2 separate regions of the Rattus norvegicus genome follow, and region 2 is linked to region 1. The links are chromatin contacts, called in public Hi-C maps. All regions are on one chromosome and are shown on one strand. Each heading gives the region's core, a stretch centred on a gene start, on an enhancer-like site or on the middle of the called end of the contact. The rest is flanking DNA. Distances are from core to core; before and after follow the strand shown. Region 1 has its middle 110 kb from the start of Spred1. Region 2 holds the start of Spred1 (sprouty-related, EVH1 domain containing 1).

Region 1 (6,338 bases), core at 1,962-4,461:
TCTTAGTATGTGGTAGAATTCCTCAGTAAGGTTATCTTGGCTCAGGGTTTTCTTTATAAACTGCTCTGCTTATAAATTTCAATGCTCTGACACATATGGCACTATTTGTGTTGTCTACTTTTCTTCAATAGGTTTAGTTGTACATGTGTTTCAAGAAATATATCTAGTTCATCTGTGTGATCAAATTTACCTCCATAAAGTTATTCTGATGCTAAACAATTTCCCCTTTTAATAACTGTAGACTGGGTACTGATGTCACCTATGTCAATCATAATGCTAATATTGCTTGGCTTTACTCTTCATCTTGATCATTTAAATTAGATATTCATAAACTCTATTCATCTTCTCCAAAATTATTGCTATGATCCCCAAATGCCCTCTAAACCCCCTCCCCATTTTTTACTCTAACTCTAGTTTCCACACCCGTGACTCCTTCTACAGAGATGTATTCTTTTCTTGAGAATAGACGCTCCAGCCATTCCTTAATTGGGTATTACTTTTGGGATTTATGGTCTTAATTTGTTGGTATTTTCATCGATTTATGTAGAAGAAAACTGTCTTTATTATTTTGCCATGGTCTGAGTTTCAAATTTGATTCAGGGCTCCAAATGTGTCTATTTATTCCAGGAAGTATGCTAGGTACTGGTAATAGCCGGGATGAATAAAATGTATCCCCTGTCCTGAAAGAGTTTGGCATCTAATGAGATAGATGCTACAGTCTACACTACACACATAATACTTGTTCTCATAGTTGTCTGCATAGCTGTTGGACACGCCCATAGAAACGATCTTAACAGCTCTTCCCAGCACCTTCATACTCTAGCTGTTGCCTTCAGTGCTTCTACTGGTTCTGCTTTAGTGGAAATAAGTTCATCTTTTTTTGGTCTGGGCTATTTTGATAACCTCTTAATTGGTCTCCCTCCCTTCAAGTCCTACCCACTCCAATCTGCCAGCCTAATTCTCTTTCAAAACCAGACGTGGCCATGCCACTCGGCTGCAAAACCTTTGCTGGCACTTTATTTCCACCAAGCTCTGTGCGGCATGCATGCTTCTGCTAGCTACCCGCTTAAGCCTTTTTTCTCTTCTCATCCTCAAACCCTGCTTCCTAGTTGGAGACTCCAGCCACTCCTTTAGGCCTGTGCTCTCTGTACAATGAATTTCTTATCCTTAAAGCCGAACTCAGGTGTGAACAAGTCTGTGAACCTGGCCGTGGTATGTTGGTTTGTTTTCTCACTGCTTCCAGACCCTACACCTCTTTGCACTATCTGTGAAAGCACTTATTTCAGAGTAACAGGACTGCTGTGACAGTCTACTTCCTCCTCGAAGCCATGCTGAAAATGTTTTGGAGGGAAGCAACTGCATTGTGCTAATCTTTGCTAAGAATTTTGGAGACCCTGAGGCTCTTGGGAAGGACCTTGCTGCATTGCCTGGTTTCAACTTGAGATTAGCAATAGATGACCTTTCAAGTATCCCATGAAATACATCTGTATTCACATTTGTAAAGTCTGCGGCTCCCGTTGAACTGGCCACCTCATCTAGTTTGCTAAGTCTGGCAACCCCATACCCCCGAGGCCCTAGGATCCAGGATCTACATGCCGAGGCAGCTCAGCACAGCCACATTTGCAGTGTTGACTGAAAATCAAGGTGACAGTTTCAGTTCCACCTTTATGGGGCTTCTGACTAAGCCTAGCAGTGACAAAAAAAATGATTTCTAGAATCAATATGTAACATTCGAAAGCTTTGCATTTCTGATAAACCTTGACATAGTAGGTCACATGTCTGAGGGCAGATCAAACACTCATAATATGCACGGGGTGGGGATGTGTGGGGTGTGTGTGGGGGTGGGTGGGTGTGGAGGTGGGGTGTGTGGCCTCAAACATTCTTTTCAGTTGCCTGATGATGAGCACCAATTAAAGGAAGCCTGGAAAGTGCGGTTGAGAATGGCCTGGTTACACTTTTAATCAAACAACTGGAGTACTGAAATTAGTGTAACCTTGGTCAGATTGCTTATCTTTTCTGTACTTCCTTTAACATGTGCATGAGAGAGGGGGGTGGGGGTTGAGGGGGTGGGGAGAGGGGGCTAAACCTGTAGCTTCATAATATACATTCGGAGGAGGGCAGAGGCAAAGGTCAGGTCAGGAGCATTCATTACCAAATTCTCAGGTTTTTTTTTTTTTTCTTTTTTTTCTTTTGCTACAGAATGGAGCAAACCTGGAATTGGAGCCAGGCAATTGCAAAAATGATTCCAGATCTGCATGGTAACAATTTAGACTAACTTCCACTCCTGCTGAAAGCTGAGCTGCAGAGGAAGTTCTTCCCTTGGCCAGCTGCCTGCTTGCCTCCCCCACCCCGCAGACCTTCAGGCCGCTCCCTCCCCACATCTGTTTCCAAGCCATGGAGCATAGGGTCACAGCATGTCGCAATAAGCAGTGTTAGCAGGCAGCATGAACCAGTAGTAAACCTTTGATTTTAATTCCTTGCTTCTTCAAGAGAGGAAGTGTGGTCTGGTGGTTAACCCACTTTAAAAAAAAAAAGCAGCTAGGAGGCAAAATTCTTGGTCCCCAGCAAGTCTCTTCTATTCTCATTGGGGTACCCAGCCATCAAAGATGCCTTTTGTTCCTCAGTGTTGCTTTATGATCTTAATCCCCAACCAGCCTCACCAGAAGACTCATTTTGGGAAACTGATTAAGGGATTCTTTTTTAAGAGTCCGCATCCAAGAACCTTACCAGGAAAGGCCTAGGATGCTCTAGTTTTAACAAGTACTAGGCATGCATCTTTAGGATCAGTTTTGGCTCAGCTAATAGTTCACACAAACTGGAAGTGTGTTGCCAGACACAATAGGAAGATGTCTGAGCAGAAACCAGCAAATCTACCTCGGATTGCCTTTTACAAGCTCAGGTGGAAACCGCAGTGGAATATGGGGAAAGGAGAGACCGCTTCTAGTAGGCCTCCCAGCTGAGCGAGCCTGGGTAGGTCAGAGGAACTGTTCTGGCTGCATTTTTATCATTTTAAAAATAAAAGTGACTAGATCATCTCTTTCGGTTCTGTGAGTCAATGAATTATTTCTGTGAGTTCACAGAAATGCCAGGATCGACTCTGAACATCTCGTTTCCTGAAAATGACACGGGTGCAGTCCCTGAGGTGTGGGCTGGCCTGTTTGGGGTTGTGGGAAGACAGCGGAGACAGGCGGTAGCTAGGAGGTTTGGGGCCAGGGCTGCAGGGAGCGGGAGCGGTCTCCCCACTCTCCTCTCTGGAGGCTATGCAGCTGGCCTGCTTATGCAAAGGCCTTGGCTCCTCTTTTCTTCTTAAAAGCTTTTCTGACTTGTACATTCCCCTGAGGAGCAGATTCATTGTTTTGTAGAGAATTTGTACTGTGTTTTCATGAAAGGAAGAAAGAAGTTGGAATGGAAGGGCTTGAGAGGATTAGCGAGTGGGCTAGATTGCCAAAGAAATGAGTGTCACCATGTGTGATAAATACACACCCGCCATACTGCTGACCTCAAATGTGCCAAGCAAAATCCTTTGCCCCACTTCCACAAGCCCTAGACCGGTGCTCTTGCTCATGGACCGGACACTAGCTTTCTCATCTGGGTTTGGTGCGTGTGGGACTCCTTCCATCCCAGAACAAGTGGGGGTGAGTTAGGAGAAGTAGGGATGAGTCATGGTTGTAGGGAAAGGATGTCTCAGGAAGCCGACACTGAGCAGGCTTCCTAGAAACATCCTGACAGGTCCCATAAAGCCCACGTTTGGTTCTAATTATAACATGCCCACATTTGAGCAGTTTTGCAGTTTTCCCATGGAAACTAACATAAGGCTTCTGAGGAAGAGGAGTTGACTCAGATGTGCTCTCTGTGTCTAAGAGTGGGAGCCAGTTGAACTTGTTTATTTTAAATGATTGGTTATGCCTGCTATTTTACAAAGGAGAAACCAAACTGGCTTGTCTGTGCCTACATATCTGTGAACCGAGGCTAGCCACGTCATATAAAGGGTTAAAACCAGCTCCGTATCATTAAAAAGATAGCTTGTAAGGTCCAAGATGAGGAACATGTACAAGATCCGAAAAGGTAGAATTCAGTTTTCCCCTCAAGTGGCGTCCAAAGGCAAGCTAAAAAAAGAAAGAAAGAAAGAAAGAAAAAAACACCAAAAAATTTACTATAAAAGCAGTTTTGAAAGAGAGTGCTGTAACCCATGTGGGGATATCTGTGTGGTCCACGCCTTGTGGTGCAGCTCAACATAGCTGCTCTGCTCGCAGAAGATGCCGAAGTTCTACGTGCATTGCTGGGGGGAAAAAATCACACTGTAGTCAAGGGCGGTTCTAGTACTCGGTGTTATTTTCTTTTGTAATGGAAAATGTTGGAAGATTGGTGTGATGAAAAGTGGGGGGGGATGAATTAAAAATAAATTTTCATTATCTAAGTTGATGATGAACCAGTGTGGAATTAAAAGTTATCGTTAGTAACTGTTTCGGAACTAGCAACCAGTCAGAACCTGGGAGGCTAGAGGGGATATTATTCGCTCAGCTTGAAATCCTGGAATAACTAGAGCCGTCATGAAGGAAGAGGGATTCCCCAGGCTTCCCTGGGGAATGGAGCTGATAATAGTGTGTGTGTGCTGTGACTTGGAGCCCCTTGAGAGTGGTTGGGTTTTTTCTTTTTCTTTTTAATTCTCTGTAAAAAAATCAGCATCTGTGGCACTTAGCAAAGAAACGCTGGCTATCTATTCTACAAGACTGTCATGTGACCCCAAGCCCTGGAAATCTTAGCTAATGAAGGTTGGCATGGTGTTTAAGCCCCACCGTAGGAAGTGGAGCTAGTCAAAAAACATGCTGGCTGTATTTTGAAGACTTCCAGAAGAATAAGAGATTATCTTGCTGTATAAATCGGATGACCTCAGGTTTAGTAACATCTTAGGAAATGATTAAAACAAATGATGAATACTTTCCTCAGACATAATTTCTTCAGATTCACCCTTGTTCTGTTATAAGTTCAGAAAGTTTATTTAGATGATAAATAAAGTGATATTAACAGATAATTTTATTTTCCATTTTAAGCTTATATACTTAATTTTTTAATAATAAAATGTCATTTATTAAAGTTAGGACTTGGGACTGGGGGATGGCTAGATGACTAAAGTGTTTGCTGCATAACCATGTGCACTGGAGTTCATCTCCCCAGAACCTGCAGAGAAAGAGGATAGGTTTGGTGGCTCACCTGTAGTCCCAGCATTGGATGGCAAAAAACAAGGGATCCCTGGGGAAGCTGGCTGGTCAGTGAACTCTGGGTTCAACTGAGAGACTCTGCCTCAATGAAAAATGTAGAAAGTGATCCAGAAGAACACACAATACAAACTCTGGGCCTCTACATGCATAGACAAGCAAGTGTGCCCACATGCATGTCAGCATACACACATACACTTAGGTAAACACACATAAAAAGATAAATAAATGAATAGACAGATAGATAGAAAAAAGAAAAAAGAACTGGAACTAAATAAAACAAGCATTGATCTCTCAAGGAAGGACTCCAAACATATTGTTTGGCAATCACTGTTCAAGAACTGGACATGGTAGTTTATAACCTACAATCTACTATAATCTAGTACATGCTTGGAAGGTGTGTGTGTGTGTGTGTGTGTGTGTGTGTGTGTGTGTGTGTGTGTGTGTGTGTGTAATATTTGGAGTGATAATGGTCCCGCTGAGAGCTAAAGACTTAATAACCAAAGGTGGAGTATCAAGCATGGAAAACCTCCCTTCTGTCTGTCTGTCTGTCAGGGTAGTCTGAGAGACTCCCAAAACAGTATCAGCTATTGCTGTCGCATTGGGGCCTCCTGGAACTTGAACGGACCCTATGGTTGAAGATACCACACACTTCAGAAATAGGGTTTGGAAAAACTGATGTAAAATGCCATGAAAGCCTCTTTGCTAATACTACCATTCATAGTATCCAAAGGAGTGATACAAGCGTCTAAGGGAGAAAAGCAATTCAGAGTCCTACCCAGCTTAAAGCCCGAGAACCATAACAATGACTAGTACCGCAATCTATCCTCAATGATGCAACAGTGACACATTTTGGGGACAATCAACAGCCACTTAATAGGAGTTAAGGACTACACAATAGGAGGGATTTCATGCCTGGTACTGTAAACTCAGCCAAGGTGCAGTGGGCTGGTGATCATGGATCGTGCAGGAAAACCTAAGACTCTCACTTTCCTAAACTAGTATAATTACCAACTCTATTCTAAATCTCTATCCTTATACTCACGGTAAGAGTAGCTCTTGATCCTCATTGAAGAAGCTTCTTTTTTCAGTGGACAGAAACCATTACACAACTCTAGAGCT
Region 2 (6,338 bases), core at 1,461-3,960, 110 kb before region 1:
GGTTCCATCCACTGAGATGTCTCTCATACTTACTTGTGCTTTCAATTTACTATAGTACCAAAAAAGGCCGGTTCTGAAACAATATATTCTAGGCTTGCATTAATCTACATCCCGTCATTTGTTCCTTGGCCATAATAAGGCAATACTACTTTCTAAACTATTAAACCGGTAAGACATCTTTCCCCATCTCTAAAATAGATCTTAAGATTTTTATCCCAGCTGCTTTATTGCAAGATACTAATAAAAGTTCCGGTCATTCCCTTCAGCATTTCCGCAGTTTTTCTCCCAGCCCAGCACTATCTGAGACAAGCTTCTTGATCTCGCTCAAAATAGGTCTAGTCTGCGGAAGGCAGTGACAGTGTACTGCACTGTGAATGGACAGCCAGGTATTTTATGAATGGAGGCGATCACGTGATCCCAGCACCTCCCCGAACTGATATTTCCCACATAACTGTGTCAACATTCTGAGAACTGGGGTAGTTGTTTGTGTGTGCGCGTATGTTCCAAAATTTAATCTAAAACTTCAATTTCCCCTCACTTCCTGAGCCCAAATATCTACACAAGGACAAAACAGCTTCGAGTGGTTTTCTTAGGAAATCCTTTCAAGTTGTCCAAGGTGATGGATGTTTAATTATTTTTTTTATGAATGAAGTGTGCTATGCAAATGAGGGCGATTCACAAAAAGAGAGAACATGGCGGCCACTTCTGCTTCAGGCTGCACTGACTGCAGCAATCCACCTCCTTCCACACCCGCTCCTCACTCAGTTCGTGCTTTTCAGAAGGGGGGGGGGATGTTGCTCGGCATTTTTCTAGCTATTTTATGGTAAACGCTTCGGCACTGGCCTTTAAAGCCTACTCAAAAGGTCTGACTTGAGGAATGCACTTTATTTAAAGGAATGCATCCTAAGGACTAGTCTTCATTTAACTCTTCATAGTCCTCCAAAAACAAAACTTGAATTCAATTACAAAAAGAACAGACGCCAAAATTCGGCCCCAAATTAACTCTCTTCTCAACAGGAAACTTACAGCACCATTATTCCTCCAAGAGGCTGCTACACTAAAGCAAAATATTTAAAAGGCACGGTGATTCGTTTGGAAAACCTAAAGACAGTCCAAACAAGCAAAAACTTAAAAGTCACGGATGAAGCTCAGATGAAGTCACCAACGCGTTCGGCAATGTAAATCGTGCTTTATCACAAAAGGAAGCCGAACGCTAGCATTCAAAATTTTTAATTACTGTTCTTGATGAAGACCGGTTTAACACTCGCGAAGGTAAAAACACAATAGCTCAACATCACCCACACTCCAGGTGTCCTTAATCCTATTTAATTCTTAAAATGTTTCCCTAACCCTATCTTTTTACTAGACTAGTATAGGTCATAAGTTTAAAAAGTGGGGCGGGGGGCGAAGGCTTAGTCGGTATTTAAGAGTCACTGAGTCATCGAATTAGGATTCAAGAGCAGTTTGCGGCTGGAGGTGCTCCCACACATTAGTTTCCGAGCGAAATAGCTGTAAAGGCAGGGTGGCTGGATGTTCAAGGTGTTGGGGGGCTTAGGGGGGGTGATGCCGGAGTGAAGGGCAGGCAAAGGGTAGTTTCTACTCCACTTTGAGCTACCCACATTATTACTCGGTCTCGGAGACCTCCGACTGCTACGCCGCCTCTGCACTGCAGCCGATACCCTTCCCCAAGCAGAGAGGCGAAAATGCACGAATGGAAAGGGGTGCTGCCATTAAAGAAAATGGTCCGACACATCGGGCATCTATCACCTCCCGGGCGGGACGGGCTGGGGGAGGGGGCTGCCCACCCGGCTCAACCAGACCAGGGCTCACTTACTCGTTGTCAGAAGTCGCCGTCTCCTCGCTCATCTTTCCCTCACCGTGATCCGCTCAGGAGATGGAGGAGCAACAGCAGGCGGGGAAGCAGCGGCAGCGGTGGCACCGAGGGGCAGCGGGCGACGACGGCCGGCGGGGCGCGCGGGCAGCGGCTCGGGGGCCTCACCATGGTGGACGCCTCACCCGGAGCGGCGCCCTACGAGCTGGGCAGCCCGGCCACCCCCGCAGGGGGGCGGCGGCGGCGAGCGCGGCCGTGGCGACCCCAGCGGTTCGCCGCGCCGAGGTCGGGTGCGAAGCCGAGACGGTGCGGGCGACTGAGGGCGCTGAGGGAACTCGGTCGGTGGCTAAGGCGGTGCTGCTCTCAGGGGCGCGGCGACGGGCGGGCGGCGGGAGCCGGCTGGGGGCAGCCGAGCGCTGGCTGCGGGAGGCGGCGCGGTCCCGAGGTGCCGCGCACCATCTCCCGCCTGGCCGCCGGCTGCCCGCGCGGCGCGCCTGGTCGGCCCTCAGGGGCTCCCTCAGACGCGCTCCAGCTGGGGGCCGCAGACAGGGCGCGAGGCGAGTGTCGGAGCCCGAGGGCACAGTGCCGAGCAGCGGTGAGGAGGGCCGAGACCAGCGCAGCTCCGCTGCCCGCTCCTCACGCCCGCGAGAGGGGAGCCGCGAGGGGGGCGGCGGAAGCGCTCACGCCGCCCGCTCCTTCCGCCGCTCGAACCGGGGGCGCCCGCGGGAGAGGCAGGCGAAGTAGTCCCTCGCGATTTCTGGGGCGGCGGGGCTCGCGCGGGAGCAGGCGGGAGGACGTGGGGCACGGCTGCGAGCCGGAGGCGCGGGGCCTCTGAGGGGTGGGGGAGACCTGAAAGCCGCGGCCCGCAGTCGAATCACTGCAGCTCTAGATCGTGGGCAGCATAACAAGTTTCAGAAAAGTAGTTCCCTCCTCCCCTCGCTTCCCAAATCGTCGGGCAGCGGGAGCGGGGCGAGGAGGGTGGCGGAGGGATATGTCGCTGCACTGCATCGCGCGCGTGTGCGTGCGCGCGCTCCAAACTCTTGGCACGCCGCGGAAAGGGGGCGGGGGTGGGAGCTGTGAGCCGAGCTGCTCCGGGACTGGCATTGTTGCGACGCGCAACTCCCCGTTACTCGGCCTGGAATATCCGGGTTGCCCGGACGAGCAGGCAAGCACACCGTGTGCTGGGGAAAGAAATCAGAAGGCCACTCCGTTCTGTTCAGTCCGCGTGCACGCGCGCGCGTGTGTTGTGTTTTTCTTGCAAAGAATGGAACTGGCATGAGTTCATCTCTTAGTGGGGGTTACAGGCCAGGACTGCAAAGCGAGCTCCTCCTGCTGTCCCTCATGTTGCATTGCTGCAGTCCCCTTGCTGCTTGCACAAGGGTAGGAGTAGTGTGTGTGTGTGTGTGTGTGTGTGTGTGTGTGTGTGTGTGTGTGTGTGTAGAAAGAGTTGGTTTCAATACCTCGCAGCCCGATTCTCACTGCGCAAACAGCATGCAAGGCTGGGCATTCATCTCTGAAAGCTCGAGTGCTTGTTAATGGAGAACGGCTTCCATTGAAGCCCGGGGTAGGCGGGTTACGTGAATCTGGCGCATCCAGCAGCACAGGAAATAACTCCCGCTGCGAGCGAGGTTGCATAACTATAGCGCAGGAGAAGCCTGTGTGGCACGAACTTTGGTGAACGGAGGCGGAACGGTTGTTGGATAGGCAGCTGTCACGTTTGCATTGTCAGAGGACAATGTATGCAATCATCCCCAAAGGTCTTTTTTGCACAAGAACCTTCTAAGGTTGAGGGCTGAAGCCTGGGATCTTTGTGACCGGAGGGCTAGGAACTCCTAGCTCTATAAATTCTATTATCTCTTCTCTATCTACGAAGTCGCCTAAAGACAAGATGGCCTGGGGGACTGACTCTCCCTAGCGCTCCCAAGGTGCTGTGGTGTCTCCCCAGGCGGTTCTTCGCTAGGCTTTTCACTTTGTTCTCAAGTTTACTTAACCTCCAGGGAAGGAAGCTTGCCGCTCCAGTCACCAGGAGAGATAGAACAGTTCCAGGGGAAGAAGTGGAGAGGGCCTCCTAAGGAAACCATCACTCCTCAGCCACGGGTTTCCAGGAAGCTTCAGAATTGCTGCTCTCGGAATGAGTACACACTAATGTGTTAACAGTACTGTGCACATAAGAGTGCCTAATGTATGTTTGAGGAAGGAATAAGGGCGCCAACCCAGCCAGCCGTGCACCAAAAACCCATTCCTTGGATCACTGAGGTTTCTTTATATAACTGCCTTCCGGCCACGTCTGCAGGATTGTTCATCTTTAGAGCAAGTGGGGATGGGAAAGAGGAGTGAGTAAGCGGAGCCTGGGAAGAGATCTCTACCCCTACCATTTTGAACTTGATCTTATGATGTGCAGAATCTGAACCCCAGAGTGTTGATGCTAGTCTGTTCTCCAGGTACTGTACTGCCACTAACTGGCTTTACCCACTCTGGTTTAAATCAATCTGGGCCAGACTGTCACAGGCCTATGATTCCAGCTAATGTGGAGGCTGAGATAGAAGGGTTGTGAGTTCAAGGTCTGCCTGCCTGGGTTACACAGCCAGATCTGCCTGGGTTACACAGCCAGTTCAAGGCTAACTTCCTTAACTTAGCAAGACCCTGTCTCAAAATAAAAATGTTTAATGAAAAAGGAGCCAAAGGTCTAGCCTTGTAGTGGGATGTCTGGGGGTGGGGAAAGGCATGAGATTCTGGGCTAAATCCCCAGTACTGAGGTGGGAGAGGAGAGCTTAAGTCAAGTCTAAGTCACCCATAGACTGATCTTAAGCAAGTCACTTAAACTCCGTCTAGTTTATGGGGCTAATGGTATCTATTTCACAGAGCTTTCATGTGGATTAATGGGCTGGCAACACAAATAAAGCACTTAGAACAAATTCCAAGGTGAGAGTATGTCCGGTTCTCGCTATAATTTTGTAAAACAGAAGTTGTAAAGCCCATGTCAAAGTGATGGCATGTGAAGGTTAATTGTAAAGCACTCAGCATTGTTCAGTGATTCAACAAATAACCATCTGTCGTCTTCTGTGTACCCCAGTAGACACATGGCCTGGCCCTCGGTAAGCCATCAACAATGATAACCATCATAGTGTGATTAAGGACAAAGTTGGCCATTTGCAAAGGCAGCTTTCTCTTGTGAGGAGACACAGCTGTCTGAGGCTCCTGCATAGCCCAGAAGTCATCACAACTGACTTTTGGGTAAGATGAGAAAACTGTCTTTGTTTATCATACACCAAGCAATGTGCTGTGTACACACACACACACACACACACACACACACACACACACACACACACAGAGGGGGAGACTCTGGTCAACAGCCAAAATTAATGCCTAATGCCTATTGTTGCTGGGAATTGAACTCAGGACCTTTGGAAGAGCACTCAGTGCCCTTAACCTCTGAGCCATCTCTTCAGCCCCTTACTTACTTTTAATATTATATATTGCCCACTCAAGTTTAAATCAATGTAAACCAGACTGGGCCAGGCCTGTAATTCCAGCTATCGTAGAGGCTGAGGTAGGAGCATTGCCAGTTCACAGTCTGCCTGGGTTCCAGAACCAGTAGAATATATAGTATACATTAAGGTATTTTTTATTAACTGTGGAACAAAAAATGACCTTGCAAGGGTACCCAGAGCTTAGCGTTGGGTCTTGAAATATAAAAATATAAAAGGTATGTCCCAGTGATGTGGAGCAAGAAGACCTCTGCTGCTACAAGCTCTTTAAGCCTCAGTCAGGAGCCCAAGCTCCAGGACAGTATGCTGCTGTGTGGGCCCGAGAACAGTTCCACTAGCCTCAGAACCTGCTCTTAGTCTTGGTGGGAAAGTGGGTGAGCTGGCAGAACTCTTTCTTCAGTGGAAGTCTGATGGCATAGCCCAGTGACATCCTCATCTACCTGGTAGCATCTGCAGCCCATTGTCAGATGGCTTTACCTCAAGCAGTAGTCTCCAAAATGGACACCAACCACCAACGTTACCCAGGCCATCTGTCTCAAGATTCTGCCTGCAAGTGCACAGACTTGCACCAGGAACCATCTTTGAAGACCAGGCTCTGGGGCCTGCAGACCTTTCCCAGAATTGAACTGCCAGTGCCAGTTACTTCAAAATAAAAGACTGAAGAGATTGAAGACACAAGATTGGCTATAGGTATATCGGTATATTGGTATTGGCTATAGGTATTCACTATTTATATTGAAATTTTCCACTATAAAGGTCCTTCCCCCTCATCTTCTGTAGATGCCTCTTTTTGTACTTCTTTGACAAAGTGCTGAGGATGAAACCCAGAATCTGTGTGAACTAAGCAAGTGCTTTACCTCAGACTCTACCCCCAGCACTGTGAGTAGTGAGACCCTCCCCTCGAGGGTCATCGTGGTTGTCTCCTTTTCCAGAAGTATGCCGTTTCAGTCCTTCACAGTCTTCTGATTTCTTTGCAATCATTTTGACATCCTGTCTCCTTAAAACATCCCTAACTA

The links. Hi-C and Micro-C count contacts between places; a contact is called where the count stands out from the background.
Region 2: a Hi-C map of frontal cortex shows a contact between it and region 1, with 2.7 times the contacts expected there. The contact joins the promoter of Spred1 here to the enhancer-like site in region 1. A contact is called at or near these places in 2 of 12 Hi-C or Micro-C datasets (frontal cortex and psoas muscle).

What each region holds. Positions count from the first base shown.
Region 1 is chr3:124,325,119-124,331,456 of GRCr8, reverse strand. No RefSeq gene overlaps it. Among named protein-coding and RNA genes, the nearest start is that of Spred1, 110 kb to the left of the region's middle. Within about 2 kb of position 3,211, at least 32 of the 93 cell types and tissues checked have an H3K27ac peak or open chromatin away from gene starts, as enhancers often do.
Region 2 is chr3:124,433,602-124,439,939 of GRCr8, reverse strand. It overlaps Spred1 (sprouty-related, EVH1 domain containing 1), which reads right to left and starts at 2,710. Exons shown (of 7, transcript NM_001047089.2): 1 at 1,835-2,710. The coding sequence starts at 1,866.